2 separate regions of the Mus musculus genome follow, and region 2 is linked to region 1. The links are chromatin contacts, called in public Hi-C maps. All regions are on one chromosome and are shown on one strand. The core of a region is the stretch at or near the end of the contact, and the rest is flanking DNA. Distances in the headings are between cores, read along the strand shown.

The links. A called contact is a pair of places that touch in the nucleus more often than the background predicts.
Region 2: a contact with region 1 is called in a Hi-C map of liver, with 2.3 times the contacts expected there. The contact joins two enhancer-like sites. A contact is called at or near these places in 3 of 484 Hi-C or Micro-C datasets (the C2C12 cell line, liver and myocytes) and 1 of 115 datasets of contacts at active chromatin or transcription factors (heart atrium).

The regions. Positions count from the first base shown.
Region 1 is chr5:51,389,272-51,393,335 of GRCm38.p6, reverse strand. No RefSeq gene overlaps it. Among named protein-coding and RNA genes, the nearest start is that of Gm29924, 100 kb to the right of the region's middle. Within about 2 kb of position 1,870, at least 23 of the 459 cell types and tissues checked have an H3K27ac peak or open chromatin away from gene starts, as enhancers often do. A contact at or near this core is called in liver, where this site is marked.
Region 2 is chr5:51,534,463-51,538,541 of GRCm38.p6, reverse strand. All of the region lies in intron 2 of Ppargc1a (peroxisome proliferative activated receptor, gamma, coactivator 1 alpha), which reads left to right. Among named protein-coding and RNA genes, the nearest start is that of Ppargc1a, 17 kb to the left of the region's middle. Within about 2 kb of position 1,336, at least 13 of the 459 cell types and tissues checked have an H3K27ac peak or open chromatin away from gene starts, as enhancers often do. A contact at or near this core is called in liver, where this site is marked.

The DNA.
Region 1 (4,064 bases), core at 621-3,120:
CAAAAGGTTCTTTTAAGAAATTGTGTCTATTTGTGGGAGTGTGCACCTGCTGTGGCACGCATGTGGAAGTCAGTAGACAGTTTGCAGTAGTCAACTCTCTCCTTCCACTGTTGTGGGTCTGGGGGATCGAACTCAGGTCATCAGACTTGATGACAGGTGCCTTTACCCATGGATCCATCTCAGTATGCCCTCTTTTTAATGTTTTGATTCATGACAAGCAGCTGCCAACATCCCAGTAAGTAGCCATCTGCAAGTGACAGGGGCTTTTTGCAAGTAAACATTGTCTATTGATTGTTGGTTCTTTTCATCAATAGTCGTTTTTATAGTGATCAAGGGCAGAAGTGCCAATTCCGGGCCCATTACAGATGAATTTGGACTTGACTGAAATCTGGAGAGGAGGGCTAATGGGATATATTGCCGCCCTGTAGATAGGGCAAGTGCTTATGTGGTTTACTTAATTTGAAGGGACATTTCATAATTCTAGATAAATTGGAATTACAAGTCAGATAAAATTTACGAACAGATTATAGTGATCTTGCCCTCTAGAGGTCTAGGAAGAGTGGGTTTTGCCACATTGGTAATAATTGTTGATAGAGTTTTTTTTTCTTCTTCTTCTTCTTCAAGACAGAAAGCTACTATTTTAGGAATTGAGTCTTTCTTGGATTCAATGACAGAAATGATCAATTCTTCAGAAACCAAAATGGCTCATGATTAAAAAGAGTGGGGAATATTAGTGTTCAATGAAGCAGTGTGGAATTAAAATGCTTTAAGAAATATCTTATGAAGGCATAGTGGTTACGAAGGAAATGGCTGCATCCAAATTAGGCTTCTAATATCCAGTTTAGAAGGGGGAAATATTAAATGTGATATTTAACAATATTTTGTACTTGAAGAGCTGTGCTAAATACTACAAACCTTGTATCATATAATTCTTACAGCCATATAAATCATATCTACATTTTAACTCTGTGGATTATAAATATTAAATTATTTCCTTCAGGACATGTGGTTAGTACCCATCCCAGTTTCAACCAATGTAAGACTGGTCAAGGATTGTGTCCTTTTTCAGTTGTTACTTCGTGACTTTTAACCTCACTGTGTCAATATGAGTGTCAACCCCCTCACACTGTACCAGATTTTTTAAAATTTTACTTCTAGTTTATGTCTTTTGGTAATTTTTTAGACACAACTAGGACTACCTTTAGTATAATCTTTAGTATAAAGATTAATATTAACCAGATCTCACCAAAGAAGAAGCCTTGGGTCAATTAAGTGAGAACATTAGAGGGATTTGAAGAGTGTAACGAACAGCTAATTTCCTTGTGCCTCCTTCTGAATGCATGTGGGCATTGTGCATTGCTTTCTGCTCTGCTCAGGGAAGCTCAAACACTGAAGAGAGAGGTAAGAATTTCAAATAGGAGCTAACACATGGTCTTAGCTGTACAGAAACACAGTTCAGGAAATGACATAGCTGGGACTGTCAGTTTCCAAGGATTTTTTCACTTGCTTTATTATGATAACTGCAAAAAACCCACATTTACCTATTATATACAGAAGGCAGGGGTTCACAGAAAAATGAGGAGCCAAGTTTTGTGCCTCAAATGCTTTAATAATTTTCTCCCAGAAGGTTTAAAAGTTACTAGAACAGGATTGGGTCTTTGGACTTGCTCGTCCACGGCTTTGCTCTGGAGAGTGCTGGATGAGAGGGTGTCTTCTGCCAGAATCCACAGCTGGACGACCCATCTCAAGCCTTGCTCCTCCTACCATCTTCCCTGTAGCGATGAATCTGGACAGCTCTGCTCTGAGGCACAGCTTTCGGGACTTGGACTAGGGAGGAGTCAGTCTTTGTGGGAAACGGAAATGCCATGGTGCAGGTCCAAGGTCCACTGGGCATGAAGAGAGGCTGGAAAGATCAGCCGGAAAGAGTGTGTCATTATATCCTTGGTGTTTCCCTCTCGGACTTCAGCCCTTCTCTTCTGCCAGCTCTCTGTATGGCTGCCCAAATCAACAGGGAAGAGTAAAAAACAAAACAAAATACAAACTGATCAGTCCAGCAGCTGTTAAAAGTTTTCAGTGACATAATATCAGTCATCTTCTCTCCTTCCTTCAAATGGAGGGTGAAAGAGGGGTCCTGGGCTAGCCACTCCCACCTGTCCCTTTAGACCTCAAACTCATACTAGGGCCTTTCTCATCACAGTACTTTGGTTTCTGACAGGTTGCCACGTGCCTCTGATGACGGCAAATATCTCTCCATCCGGCCCTTTGCTTTTGGACTTCGGGGAGTACAGAGTGAGCTCTCAATAAGTATAGATTGTGTGGCTGCCCAATTTGACTTTTAAAAATGAGGTAGATCTTTGGGGGAGAGATTTGTTCAATTCACTGACAGCCAATAGTCCTTGAGACTGCTTTCTACCAAATTGAAAAATGACTCCGACATATGAATACAAATAAACTGATAATTCTAGTCCATTCATTTGTTTCTTCATTCAGTAAGAAGTAATTTGAGTGACTTCTATGCAGTCGACATGGCTCCAGGCCAAGAAAACACAGTGGCAGATTAATAGATACAGTCTCAGCCTTAAGAAGGTTCACAATCTCATAGAAGAATCATCTAAAGTAAGAGAACCAAGGATACATATATCATACTATTTTATATTAAATTACAAGAAAATATGACTAGAGTTATGATTTCAATGTAAAAAATAGTCCTCTTTTATACACATGTACTTAAATATTGCCTAAGATTTTTATTCTTTTGTATAACGTTTAATTGCATCTTCCTCTGCTTAGTGAGCATAGGGAGTGTACATAACACCATAAATAGCCAATATTTTTAGTACTTTTCGTGTTGGTTATTATAAAGTTGCTCAAGCTTTGTCTCACATTGTGCTAAGTACTGAACAGAAAAGAAGAATTAAAATTATTGGGCAGTCTTCTAAGCCAATTATTTCTCTATGATATTAATTTAATTCTCATTTGATCTTTATGAGATTATTGCTATTATTATATGTAAAATAGCCCAGCCAAATTCATATAACTATTAACTATCTACAGTCAAATATGATCCCAGATGGTTGCCTTTCATAGTGACCATTCAAAAAATACCGTACTCTATTACACATTAGAACATATCATAGTGTGCTACAAAATACAAAGGACAACAATTATTTTCAATGGTACATACATGTTTATATATGTAGTTATATGCATATAGGACCACACTATGCCATTCACTTGCTATCTATCGAGGATCAGAATAGCTTGGCATATCATTCTTCGTCTCAGAACACGTTTCTATTGATTTAAAAGGATCACTGAAGGCTGGAGATTGAAAGTTGCTGGAGTACACAAGTAGTAAGAATGAAGGCCTGAGTTCTATCCACAACCCCACATAAACAGAGCATGATAGTGCATGCCTATAATACCAGCTCTCAAGGGATGGAAGCAGGAGAATCAGAAGTTCAAGTTCAAGGTCATCTTCTCTTATGCAGCTAGTTGGAGCCATATATGAGCTATAAGAGACCTGTCTCAAAACACAGAGGAGATACATCCACATTTCACAAACAAGACTCTGAAAAGAAGACAATGTACTTATTGTCTAAAATGGATTTTTCTGTTTTGCATGAGTTTGGGGACCAAGGGCAATTGGATTTACCTCCAAAATCTGTGACTAAGAATGACAAAATATCTGATAATGGTGTTTCTTCAATGAAAATGGGAACAACTGGAATTCCTTTGTAGTGTTATTATGAGACATTCTATAAAATGTGGTTTAAATCACATGGCATATTACTCATATTTAATAAATGCCATTCCAGATGATGTCTCTTTCTATGGTCATACCCCAAATCATAGTCTTTCTAGACCCTAGACCCCATTCAAAAGATTCTACAGATTCTGTCAGTCTTCTGGGTGACCCCAAGTTGAGTTTTCACTTCAAACCATTTGCTGGGGCTGTGGTAACTGAGTAGTCAACTTTCCCATCCATTCAGGAAATAAGCAACTCAAGATAGCCTGTATGTTAGAACCTGCCAACATGCCTTACCCAATCCTTATCACTGAGT
Region 2 (4,079 bases), core at 87-2,586, 150 kb before region 1:
AAGAGGGAAAGGCTAGCTTCAGACTAAGATGGCTTTACAAACAGGCTGCAAATTGCTATTCCTGGCTGTTCATGAGAGATCATAAAAGCCAGCAGATAAGAGCCGCCAAGGTCCCTGAGAAATGAATGTGTGTGATTATGTTATCTCTCACTTTGGATTTACTAGATGGACCGACAGCACCTTCCCTTTAGCCCCACAGGAATAGTAGGGAGAGGTACAGATTTTGAATAGTAAACTTTGCTGGGGTGGGCTTAAAAACTAAAACCATATCAAGTATTTTTTGTATGAAAATGTCTTTCTATAACTCAACACCAAATGCAATGGATTATATGTAATGAAAATTTATATTAAAAATGATTCTAAAATATCTTGTTTTGAAGAAACTGGGCTCAAGGGGGACCTAGGTTTCACATAGGTCTCATGATAAGAGATAGGGGGTATTACCTAAAATTAAGCAAGCTAACAGACAAGAGACACAGGAATTGCTCAGCAAACTCAATTTTTCATTTTCAATATTTTGAATTTATTTTCTCACTGATCAAAGATGAAGATAACTTTAGAGTCTGTAAGCAGGTAGCTGTTTAGGTCTAACTGCTGTGATTAGTAACCTGACCTTATGAAATGGAAGAGCTAAATGTACTTAGGGAAGGTACAGGCAGGGAAACCATCACAAAGTTGGCCAAGGTTTGTGCAATTTATTTTGTTCCAAATAGCACCTCTGTTGTTGTTGGGAAACTGCTTATGCAAATTTTTGATATCTAGCTTTAGCAAGATGCCTGCTTCCTTCATTTCCTTCCACATTTGGATAAATTGTGTTGTTCCTCACTATTCCAAATTTGTCCTTGTGGAAGTGAACACTTGCAAATTGTTTGAAGCTTCCTAAGGGAAAGAAAGCAAAGGAAGGGAGGGAGGGAGGGGAAAAATCCTGACCAAAACCAGTTTCTGTGACAGCTTATGATTTGATGGTGTGTGGCCTTGTCCTGTTCCCAGGCACCTGATCAAGAAAGTAGTACAATCCTGTTATGCAGGCATTCCAGAAATCTTGCCAACATTCACCTGACATGGCCAGGGTTTAAAGTCCTTGAGGTATAACTTTATGAAACAGGATGGAATGCTCTGCTTCTGGGATACGGGTGACCATGTACTCATATTATCTTATTTTATAAAGAAGAGGTGGGGACGGGGAGGGGGGGAGGGGGTGTCTGGGATCCTTGCCACGAAAGGGTGGTAAAATAATTAGTCCAGGAGACAAATGTCTTGGACCATGTTTAAACAGAGCTTTAAGGACACAGTGTTCCCAACACTCACATATCTAAATACAAACGGGTGTCAGCTGTTATACAGACCAAAGCATAGCAGTCTGCTTCTACACAGGTCATCCTCGATCCATTTTGGTCCCAGTCACACTGCACATCTGTTTCTGCGAGCTACAGCTTCTTAAGGTGGCATTTGGACTTCATAAGAGCACAAACAACCGAGCTATAAATTGCCACTGCTGGAGTTATTTTGAATAAGTGTATACTGTTTCATATTTATAATGGTGAGGCTTCATAATAGTCGCAGTGAATATATAACACCCATCAGTTCAACAAGCATGAAATTGTATGTTGTCAACTTGTCTCATAAATAGAGTCATCTTCTGGCTTGCGATAATGTCAAACAAACATCCCACCCCCCCGCAAGAATTGTCAAGAGGGTCACAAAAAATTAAAGTTAAAATTAAGAGAAGAAGGATAAAAAATAAGCAAAAACGTAAGAGAAAGCCAAGGAGGCAGTGCTTCCTTTAGGTAGCCTCATAAAGCTGAGTTTTCTGCTGTTACCTTCCTTGTCTGCTCTCTCTCCCAGGGAGCTATCTTCCCTTAAATGAATGCTAGCTAACTGGTTAATTGGACATGTTTTCTCTGCCATCCACGGATACCATTTCTACCCAGACCTTGCAGGGTTGGTACATAGTGCAGGTCTTGCTGAGTTGTGCATTTGTGAGCGCTTTTATTTTTTTAAGTTTTTTTTTTTTAAATTCTATTCTTGTGATGGAAATCAGTGCTAATTGTTACAAAACTCTCTAACTCTGTGCTCTGTCAAGCTTTCTGCGAGCCTTTGCACCCCAGTTAACTCTTAATTCATTATCAGAGCAATAGGAAGAGGTGACAGGAAGACACTTGGTTCAAACTTTTCTGAGCCACAAAACAGAGAGAGAGAGAGAGAGAGAGAGAGAGAGAGAGAGAGAGAGAGAGAGAGAGAGAGAGGCAGGAAAGAAATCTTTGTACCAAATTTGCAAATTGCTGTAAGGAAAAAAGACAAATAAAAAGCGCTCCCCGGCAGCTAGGGAGCAACTCAGAGACTGGTTTTCACAGTGGTTGAAATTTCTGCACCAGAGGCATGAGGAGAAACCAGTATGAGGTTTTTTTTTTTGTTTTCTTTTTTCTGCTTTTGAGAAATTCTTAGATGTGTTCAACACTCCCCATCTTTCTTTAAATGGCCGAGAGACAAGAAAGCGTTTGCAGCCTGTATCTGTAATCATTTTGACTTAGCCAGTTAAGTTGCTAACTTTAAGACCTCAGGACACTGTCTTGTCTTAAATCAAACACTATGCAGATATTACTGAGGCTTATGGCTAACCCTGCTCTCTTCATCGCGGGTCGTCGGCAAGATGGATGGCCATGTCTTCTTGTGGGAGAAACGATTTGCTGGTCAAAGCTCTTGGTCTCACTTTTGCATTTCTTTGTGCTTTTAGGTTAGGAAGTTCACCCATTCCTTCACTGATTTATGTATCCATTCACCAGAAAATAATTATTATCATATCATAACGTGTTCAGCTACTTGTCGATTTCTAGTGAGACAATGCCTTTGAGCAGACTTGTCCCCTGACTCCAGGAAGCTCATGGTGACTGATGAGAACAGACTTCTAATGCTGAGGGGGGTAAAGATTGTACTAAAGGGAGTATAGCAAGGGCTTATTTCACCTTAGTATATTGTCCATCAAAACGATAAATTCTGCTCTTCTTTCTCTTTCAAAAGTACCTCCGACTTGAAGTGTTTGTTGTTGTCTTTTCTGGAGACAACTTCCCTCTGCTACAGGACCTTTCCGTTTCTAACTAGGAGCTGAGAGATAGGCTCTAAAACCTCTAAGGTAGAGTCTCAGAATTTTGAAATTAGGAGAGTTGAAAAACTCATTGGGTAAAATAAAGTTTGCCCATTGGAATTGTTGAGGGAAATCAAGAGGAAGCCAATCTAAAGGAAGACAGCCCCACTGTCAGCAGGAAGCTCTTACATACTGCTTCTGCCAATGTGTGTTGGGGTTACGATGGACCAGAACCATTTTGTACCATTTTAGGCTTGGTGACCTTTCTCTTGGAGAATGATATTTCAGTCCAATTGGAAAGGCCAGCATACTTTTGGCTGGTAAGAAGCACCCTATACGGGTGGCATTGCTCTCTCTGAGCAAACTGTCTCTAATCTCCTGTCTCTAACTGCCATCCCATTACCTTCTTTGGTAGAGCAACCGATAGACTGTCCTGTCCCCTTTGGTGAGGCACCACAGGAAGAATGTCCTGTATCCCGCCACTCTTCTCTCTGGAAAAACCAAATATGATTTCCCTAGTAGCATTATTCAGTTAGATCCCATTCAGATTTCTATAATGCTCTGACTTAAATTTCTTCTCCCAGGTCCTCTTTGAGAAGTCTGTTTCTCCAGTTGAACAGCTTTTTTCTAGTTGGAAAAAAAACCCTCTCTTAAAGTAATGCCCTTGATTTTTCCATGGACTCTTTGCCTAAGGATATTAGCTTCCCTGGGCGTCATTTCATCTGCTCAGATGTGAACTTGGAGCCCCTGTATTCCAGACATAGTTCTCTTGGCTGTCCAAGGAACCTAGCCAGCTCAGATTCTGTCCAGAAAGGTTCTCATGTCAGGATCCTCTTGTGTCTTGCCAGCCAATTCTTAGCAGGGACACCCTGCTCTCCTCTGAGCTGCATGTCTCCACCTGGCTTTTTTTTTTTTTTTTTTTTTTTTTTTTGGTAGTGCAGTCTAATGGGTAGGCTCACTTTTTATTCATATTGGAGGAGAGCCTAGCAAAAGCCTG